Regions from separate parts of the Sus scrofa genome. Here regions 2 and 3 are each linked to region 1. The links are chromatin contacts, called in public HiChIP or PLAC-seq and promoter capture Hi-C maps. All regions are on one chromosome and are shown on one strand. Each heading gives the region's core, a stretch centred on a gene start, on an enhancer-like site or on the middle of the called end of the contact. The rest is flanking DNA. Distances are from core to core; before and after follow the strand shown. Region 1 holds the start of COMMD10 (COMM domain containing 10). Region 2 holds the start of ATG12 (autophagy related 12). Region 3 holds the start of SEMA6A (semaphorin-6A).

Evidence for each region. Promoter capture Hi-C pulls out the DNA fragments that hold promoters and counts their contacts. HiChIP or PLAC-seq counts read pairs in DNA pulled down with a chosen protein or histone mark.
Region 2: a contact with region 1 is called in a promoter capture Hi-C map of liver, with 4 times the contacts expected there. The contact joins the promoter of ATG12 here to the promoter of COMMD10 in region 1. A contact is called at or near these places in 1 of 5 promoter capture datasets (liver), 4 of 47 Hi-C or Micro-C datasets (alveolar macrophages, embryonic fibroblasts, liver and 1 more) and 1 of 2 datasets of contacts at active chromatin or transcription factors (alveolar macrophages).
Region 3: an H3K27ac HiChIP or PLAC-seq map of skeletal muscle shows a contact between it and region 1, with 8 times the contacts expected there. The contact joins the promoter of SEMA6A here to the promoter of COMMD10 in region 1. A contact is called at or near these places in 2 of 5 promoter capture datasets (fetal liver and fetal skeletal muscle), 1 of 47 Hi-C or Micro-C datasets (skeletal muscle) and 2 of 2 datasets of contacts at active chromatin or transcription factors (alveolar macrophages and skeletal muscle).

The regions. Positions count from the first base shown.
Region 1 is chr2:120,237,218-120,239,917 of Sscrofa11.1, reverse strand. It overlaps COMMD10 (COMM domain containing 10), which reads right to left and starts at 1,295. Exons shown (of 7, transcript NM_001267840.1): 1 at 1,239-1,295. The coding sequence starts at 1,279.
Region 2 is chr2:119,964,448-119,967,147 of Sscrofa11.1, reverse strand. ATG12 (autophagy related 12) reads left to right here and starts at 1,446. Exons shown (of 4, transcript NM_001190282.1): 1 at 1,446-1,813. The coding sequence starts at 1,651. It overlaps AP3S1 (AP-3 complex subunit sigma-1), which reads right to left and starts at 1,609. Exons shown (of 6, transcript XM_021084654.1): 1 at 1,094-1,609. The coding sequence starts at 1,162.
Region 3 is chr2:120,686,208-120,688,907 of Sscrofa11.1, reverse strand. It overlaps SEMA6A (semaphorin-6A), which reads left to right and starts at 1,311. Exons shown (of 18, transcript XM_005661593.3): 1 at 1,311-2,414.

The sequences.
Region 1 (2,700 bases), core at 46-2,545:
GGACATTTCCAAAAGATGCCCCTGCCCCAAAGTACTTCTGTTCAAAAGCTGCATTTGGCAAATCTTCCCCTTCTTCTGAGCAAAAGGCAAACTACTAAGGGAAGCTTGCACTCTGTGGGGAATTGTACTTTAATACCTACTTACTCAAAATGGAACTCTGCTAAGAGTGGGAAAAGGGAAATGGCAATTACACCAAAAATAGAAAGAAGACTGGTGTGTGGCAGATAATGGAATAAAAAATAAATACCACATACAATATCAGGTGGGGTCACTAAGTACACAGTTTTAAAACCCTGCTTCAACTGTAATAATCAACTTTAAATCATGTGCTAAGAACAATTATACTGCAACATACTGGATACAGTTTACTGACGCAGTGTGTTACCCAAGACATTAGTGTGAGGAGAGCAACTGGCTGTCTGAACTCAAGGAATCAAAGAAGGAAAAACTTTAAGATGACAACTCTCTTCTTGGAAAAGATTCCTGTTCAATCTAGGCACAAAGTAGTTACTTCCCAATTTCAATTATTTGCCTACATATTTCCGCACTTTTCTGCAGCCGCACACCACCTGCACTATTATTTTTCATTAAATGAAGTTATTTTTACTTAAAAAAAATTTTATTTTAATTTGTATCACCACCACAGACAGCCGACCTTACTAATCATGAGTAGAAAAGAACTAAATAAAGCAATTAACAAAAAAAGAAATAAAAGCAAAAGCATAAACATTATCAAATTCTGCCTAGATACTGTCACCACCCAAAAAGTCCCGGCCTGAGGCCTACTCTATCTTGATTGAAAAGGGATATTAACACGTGTTAGGTATTATAGAGCATCCAGAACCAATGGGAATCTTTCTCATCATCATAAGGTCTGAAAGAGAAGTGAAGGAGGAAATGGAATCCCTTTCCACGGGATTTCAGTATTACTCCAAGGATGGCCTGGGTGTTGGTGATACCAGCCTCTGGGAAGAGTGACAAGGGCCACACACTGCCGTCCTGACCTCAACTGCCAGGTGCACTGGAAACCCACGCAAGGACCCACCGTGCAGGTGGAGACGCCCACAGTCCCATGCACTCCTGCGGGGCCCGAGCTGGGATTTCGGCAGCCCCGCCCCGCCCCTCCACGCGGGCCCCGCCCCCGCGCCCCGGCGACAGACGCAGGTGACATCCTGGCGCCCGCCCAACCCGCGCCACCCGGGGCGGCTGCCACCGGTGCCCACCCGCCCTGGGACTACCTGGGACTCTCTCGCAGGATCAGCGCCGCAGACGCCGCCATCCTTGAAGCTCCCTCGCCCCGTCGCCGCCGGGTCAGCTGCCAGAGCCCAACCAATGGCGGAGGCGGCGGACGGCAAGCAGGAAGGCCCAAGCCGCGCAGCGGCCGCGCCGCTCTAGTCCGGCGGTCCCAGTGGGGTTAAGGGGCGTCCCCGTCGTCTTCCCCGCCACTCTCTCCATTCAGAGTTAAGTCTGTGCACATATTAATTTATTTATAGACGCACAGTTACCTGTTATATATGTGTACACATACCTGGATATTGAATTTTTTTTTTTGTATTATGTAGGTAGTGTGTATCAACGGATACACATAATTTTGTTTTCGGTTTCCGCTTTTTTTTTTTTTTTTTCAAGAAAATGTTTAAGCACTGCCCGCATTGCCCGGCCTGCGCTGCGTGTCGTCCGGAGGAGCAACGCTCTGGGGGATGGCCAGTTCCAGCCTGGACTCTGTGCCACCAGCCCTTCCTGTATCTTCATCTCTGGAGTTCTGCAGTGCCCCCTTGCGCTCTGTACCGTTATTGGTTCGGTAGTGTTCTCTGAGCGCCTACTGTGTGCCCAGTACTGTGCTGGACCTTTGGGATGCAAAAGACCAAAATTCCTGCCCTCCAGGTTTGCTAGCGATTCAAATGGACAAGTATGCGTTGCACCCCTTTTTGGGGTCTGCTATTCAGCTAGCTACCGCATAGCACAGGAGAAGATTTGATGCAGAGACTATAATTAAGCATCTCACAGGAGAGGAGAGAGACAACATAGGTTCACGAATACCAGGGTCTCTGATAGAGGAAAAGTTGTAGTGCATTTAGGGGACTCAGACCTGGGAACAGTGATAGGGCTTCCGAGGTAGATCAGGAAAGCTCTCTCTGGTAGGTGACATGAAGAAGCCTTGAATGGGTACAAGTCTGTGTTATGTACACTTAATCTAGTGAGAAATGGGGAGCCATTACGTATTTTCGAGCAAAGAAATTTTTTTTTTCTTTTTAGAGCCACACTTGCTGCATATGGAAGTTCCCAGGCTAGGGGTCAAATGGCTGCAGCTGCTGGCCCACACCACAGCCACAACAACGCTGGATCCAAGCTGCTTCTGTAACCTACTGTGACACCAGATCCTTAACCCACTGAGTGAGGCCAGGGATCAAACCTGCATTCTCATGGATACTAGTCAGGTTCTCAACCTGATGTGCCACAGTGGGAACTCTAAAGCAAAGAATTTTTGTGATGAGAGCTGTTTGTTTATTGACGATTACTGTCACGGAATGATTACTGGATGGGAAAGAGGTAAGCAGGAAAATCAGATAGGAAACTATTGCAATGATCCTTGGAAAGCAATAAAATCCTTGGTAGTATAATGGCATTGGCGAATGGAAAGACAAACAGATGAATTAGAGTTACATTTCAGCTGTAGAATCTTCAGGAGCTGAGAAAGAT
Region 2 (2,700 bases), core at 197-2,696, 270 kb after region 1:
AAGTGTTAGCCTTGGCACAATTTCAATATTTAACTGAAAGTTTATTTTTGGCTCTAAGCAAAATGCCCCAACACCACACATAGGTATATCTCTACATTATTCCTACCACAGAGTCCAATTTCATGTTTTACCTCGTGGTGGATTTTGCCCTCAGATACGCACACCTGTCTATGACCCTCCCTCAACCAATGATAACTTATCGTCATCACCTTGAAACCTTCTGCATTTTTCAACAGTATGTACCCGTTTAAAAGAGTTTAATATTACTACTTCTCGTAAGTAGCAGAAAAGCTATAAATTAGGGAAAATTCCCTTACGTAGACAAATGCCAAACCAGCCGCTGAAATTCTAACTTTGAGATATAGAATCACAGTTCTAATCGGTCAAATACAATGGTCGCCAGTTATTCCAAGAGTAAATAAATTGTAGCCACCAAGGGGAACAGCCACAGGAAAACGTTAAGTCCTCACTTATCTTTTTCCTTTAAAAGGAGACACCTGAAAGCCACAGTGGGCAGTGTATCACGTATGGCAGCCTAACAGGAGAGACTATACAGAGCGTGCAGGTCTCCAACGCAGGAAGCCAAAGTTCCTGCGCGACGAGAGGATTACGGCGAAAAGCAGTAGCCCATGAGCCCACAGGAAAAGAGAAAGAAGTCCACCAGGAAAGGCTGGAACTCAGGGAGGTGGGGCTGCGAGGCAACCGGCCCCGCTCGGTCTCCCTGGGCGGCTAACACAAGCCGCGGGCAGCGGAAAGGCGAGAGCGCCGGGTGGGCTCGCGGCGCAGGTGGGCTGCGGATGCCAGACCGGCTTCGGCCCAGCACCGGGAAGTCTCCAGAGCCTCGCCCATTCAGCCAGGAAACCACCCAGCCCACAGACGGGCGGAGGAGCCGCCTGGACAGAGCCACGTCGGAGGAAGGGAGCGCGGCGGGAAGTGGGCACCTCGCTCACACCCACCCGGAGGCTGACAGCCGCGAGCGCGAGACGGCCAGGGCGCGAGCAGGGCCGCGGCGCGCCTGAGGGGGTCGCCCTGAGGGCGCAGCCGGCAGCCAACGACTCCCCCTCGCCCGGGTTGGCGGCGGCAGGGTACTCACGTAGGGCTGGTAGAACTTGGAGAGCCGCGGCTTCCCGTGGTTATTAAAGATGAGGATCGCCTTGATCATGGCTGAGCCGGGCCCACCGGGTGGGAGCTGGGGGCCAGGGCGGGGGCGGGCGCGCGAGGCTCGCCTCGGATCTCTCTGGCGATCCTTCCCCACCCGCCCCCTCCCGCACGCGCGCGCGCGCGCGCGCCTCCAGGCTGCGGGGCGGGGCTTGGGTGGGGCGGGGCCTGGGCGGGGCCAGCGCGGAGGGAAGCGGAAACAGCTTCAGGCCGGAGCGCCTAGCAAAGCGGCGCTTGCGCATTCGGCAGCTCGTGGGGCCGTTGCTCACCGAACATTTCCGGAGATTTGTTGTCTTGGGGGAAGCAGTTGCGTTATCAACGGTCAGAAGACTGCAGCAGGTTGGACATAGGGGACCAGGCTGCAATACTGACTTTCGTAGTAGGTTGGATACCCGCCTACTCCGGCGCCTTCCTAGCGACTCTCACCAGCTCAAAGCCCGCCCACGACGCGCGCGGAGCGACCACTTCCGCCCTCACCTCTCTCGGTGCAAGATGGCAGAGGAGCCGGAGTCTGCGCTGCAGCTCCCGCCCGCAACTGCTGCTGAGGGCGATGGACCTACGGAGGTCTCCCCAGAAACTGCCACTCCGGAACCCCCTTCTTCCGCTTCAGTTTCCCCCGGAACAGAAGAACCTGCCGGTGACACCAAGAAAAAAAGTAATTTTCGAGAAGTTTCACTTTGGGCAGAGAAGCTTAAGCCTTCCTTACAGTTCAAGTAGGGATGGCAGCTAATGAAAATTAGAGGAGGGCGGGTTCCAGACCAGGGCCGGCTCAAGACGAGGTTTTTGAGCAGGAGAGAGGAAGTATACTTTTCGGCTTTTAAGACGTTTGCCTTGAGTGCCTTTCAGGAAGCTATCTCTGGACGCACATGAGTGCCACAGCATTTAGTATGCTGTGCTCGCATCTTCCTTTGAATCGGGCAGACCGTGAGCTATCGGAAGGTGGGCGCTCATTGGGACCTCAGTAGTTCCAGATGCTTAATGAGGAACCTAATAATTTGAGTAATGATTTTAGGTGATAGGGATGGTCAGTGGTAAATCAATTAAAATCCACACCTTCCGATTAGGTTGCTGTGTTTTAATCAGTTAGTGTGAATTGGACCAAAAACGGGAGATTTACCCAGTATGAAGAATGCTAAGAGAGAATTAAAGGCATAGGCATCACTCTTTTAAATAAACAGAACAAAGCAAAACACCTTTTTGGAACGCTTGTAAATGAATCATTTCATTGCTTGAACTAGCTGTCTTCAGCCTTTATTTCTTGAGAATTAGTTCACCATTGTAAAATACAGAAATTCCTAAATGGGACACTCTGTAGAGTTGCTGAGAAAAGCAGGAAATCAACATCCCCTGTTGAAAGAGGTTGACCCTGGCCATGAGACAGGCTTTCTCAGACCAGAGTCTTATTAAAGTGTAGGTATCCTACGTTGTGCTTAGTGATCCCATGCCCTTTCATCCAACCTCACTTTCTGCTGCTAGGGAGGATAATTGTCTCTCCTAGCACGGTCCCCTTTTTAAATCACACTGCCTCTACATTTGGTGGAA
Region 3 (2,700 bases), core at 62-2,561, 450 kb before region 1:
GCAAAGAAGGGGCCTCGGCGACCCGGTCTGAATGGAGACGCTGTACAGAGAATCCCTGGGACCTCTTGGGCCCGATCTGCAGACTGCGGGACCGCGCAGGGGGCGCATGGATCAGCTTGAGGTTTTACGTCGAAATCTGGTCGTTACATAGCGCAGCCGAGCATCCAGCGGTCGCGGCCGGCGAGGGCCTCTGCCTGGGTGCCGACTGGATTCGAAAGGCACGTCCACGACCCAGTTCCCCACCAGTGCGCGGGAGCGCGCTACCAAGTCCGCCGCCCCCACGCCCCAGCCCTCTCCCGGAGCGGGCTCCGCCCCCCATGGCCGCAGCCCTCGGCTCCCAACCCCCAGTCACTACGGATCCGCCGCGGTTTTTGCCTGGGAAAGGTGAGGATAGCGGCCCCTGCCGGCAGCTTCGGCAAAAGCCTTTTTCCACTCAACCATTCTCCCCACCTTTTCTAAATGGTTTGTGGAAATATATTTTTTAATTTATTTAATAACTTACTTATTATAAATCTTTACATATGTATATTTTTATTATTTGTGAGCCCCCACGAGCAGATGTAACTTTGTTTCCTTGTATGAACTGCAAAAAAGGGGGACTTGGTTCCTAGCCCCAATTAGGGAATAGGTACAGTATCTAATGCGTTTATTAGGCCTAAAGGCGAGGGGGGACCCTGATCTCCCTCCCAATGCTTTTCTCGGCCAAGCCCAAAACTAGTAAATATTGACTGGAGAACTGCTTGGTCGCTCCGAGTTACTTTCTTTAAAGGCTGTGGCTTACAGCCCTCACCACGCGAGAAGCCCACTTGGGGAACAACACGCTACCATGCGCGCAGCGGCCGGGGGAGGGGGACATCGTGTGGCCTGGCCAATTGGCCCAAGCCTGTAACTGCAAAGCTTTTTGGCGAGTGAACTTTTAAGAGACAGAAAAAGGCTGTGCCTGCCATTCTTCTGGTGGTGTTAACAAAAGCGCCTTGGAAGAAGTTGCGATTTACTTATTCCATGAAGCTGTTGGATTCTCGCTGGAATTGTGTTTTATTTCTGAAGTTTACATAATTGTTTCTAAGAATAGTTTACATATTTCCTACGTTTAAAAACATCATCGTTGTTAACAGCATTCTTTGCACTACAATTTGTTTGCTTAACATGCTTTATTAACGTGTTGTGTTATAGGTATGTTAACTAATAGTTGTGTTCATATTTTCGAGGTGTTTTTTTAAGCGCACCGGCTTCTATCCAGTTCATCTGGGTGCGTGGAGCTTCCATCACTTCTGGAATCCACCTTTGATACTGTAATCAGAATTAGAAACACTTGCCATTCACTTACCCTCATCCTTTAAAACTTTTCCATTTAAGAAAATCGATGAACAAATCCCTTCTTGTAACTCGCTCCTGCAATACGTCTATTTTTATTTATTTTTCTGATTTGGCCGTGCTCAGCAATGCTGTCCGGGATTTTTTTTTCCTCGCTAGAGCAAATGCCAGGGGTGGGGGAGGCGAGGGCTGGGATCCTGCCGGCATTGCCCCCGCAGGGACCTCCGCCTAGCGCGTGGTGGGGCCCGGAATAGTGGTGGAAGGAAGCTGCACTGGCCAGTCGGTCCAAGGCTCCACCTACGGTCACATGGCGTAGATTCTCTCCCCCTCCACCTCGATCACTCGCGTTCACTCCTAGAGACCACTGCTCTCCTTTGGGTCGGAGAAGACGCCAGCCAAAGGAGGCGGGGTTGCAGGAGGAGAGTCCGCCTTGCGCAATCCAGTCCGGGACTTGGCTCCGCCCTGGAGCGGAGGCCTCTCCGGTGACAGAGGAGTAGTGAGCCGCACGGGGTGAGGCTGCAGCCAACTCCGCTCCCCGCGCACTCGGCTGTCCAGGCGCTCGGGACGCAGCAGCGGCGCTTCTCCGCGGGGCCGACCGCCCGCGATGCCCGCTTAGGAGTGGCGGCAGCGGCCAGCGTCGCCACACCCGCGGGGTAGCGCTCCCGGTCGGCGAGCGGGGCTAGAGCATATACCCTTGCCCCAGCCCCCACCCCGCCCCCCACCCTGAAATGACTTGTTAATCGGCGCAGACACTACCGAAGGGACTCGCTGGAGTGGAATCCAAGTGGAATTTGGATTTGAAGAAGAGTTTCTTGAACATTTACTCCTTTCTTGTTGGTTTTTTTTTTCTTTCTTTTTTCCTTTTCCCTTCTCCGCTTGTCATTGGAGATGAACCCAGAGCATTTGCATCCCAGAAAGTAGTCGCCGCGACTGTTACCCCAAAGAGACAAGCACATATGTAGGAATGACAAAGGCTTGCGGAGGAGAGAGCGCAGCTCGCGGCCCAGAGAGAACCCCTTGATAATGGATTACTAAATGGGATACACGCTGTGCCAGCCCGCTCCGAGCCCCGGCCGCCTGCCCGTCGATGCACCGAAAAGGTACGGCTGGGGCGTCCCGGCGCGCCCCACCTCCCGGGCAGCTCCGCTCCCTCCTGCGGGTCCCAGGGCCGCGGTAGGCAAAGCGCTCTCGGCTTTGTGGTGCCTGCGTTTTATTTTGTCTTGTGTCTGTCTCTCGAGCGTTGCTCGGCCCTGGGGGAGCAGCTGTGAGCCCTGCCCGACGTTCTTCTCCGCCCTGCGCCCCAGAGACCGCCGGGCTCCGTGTTGCAAGCTTCCCCACCCGCGCCGCGCACATGCCGGGCGCCGCCCGGGACCCCGACCTCGCGGA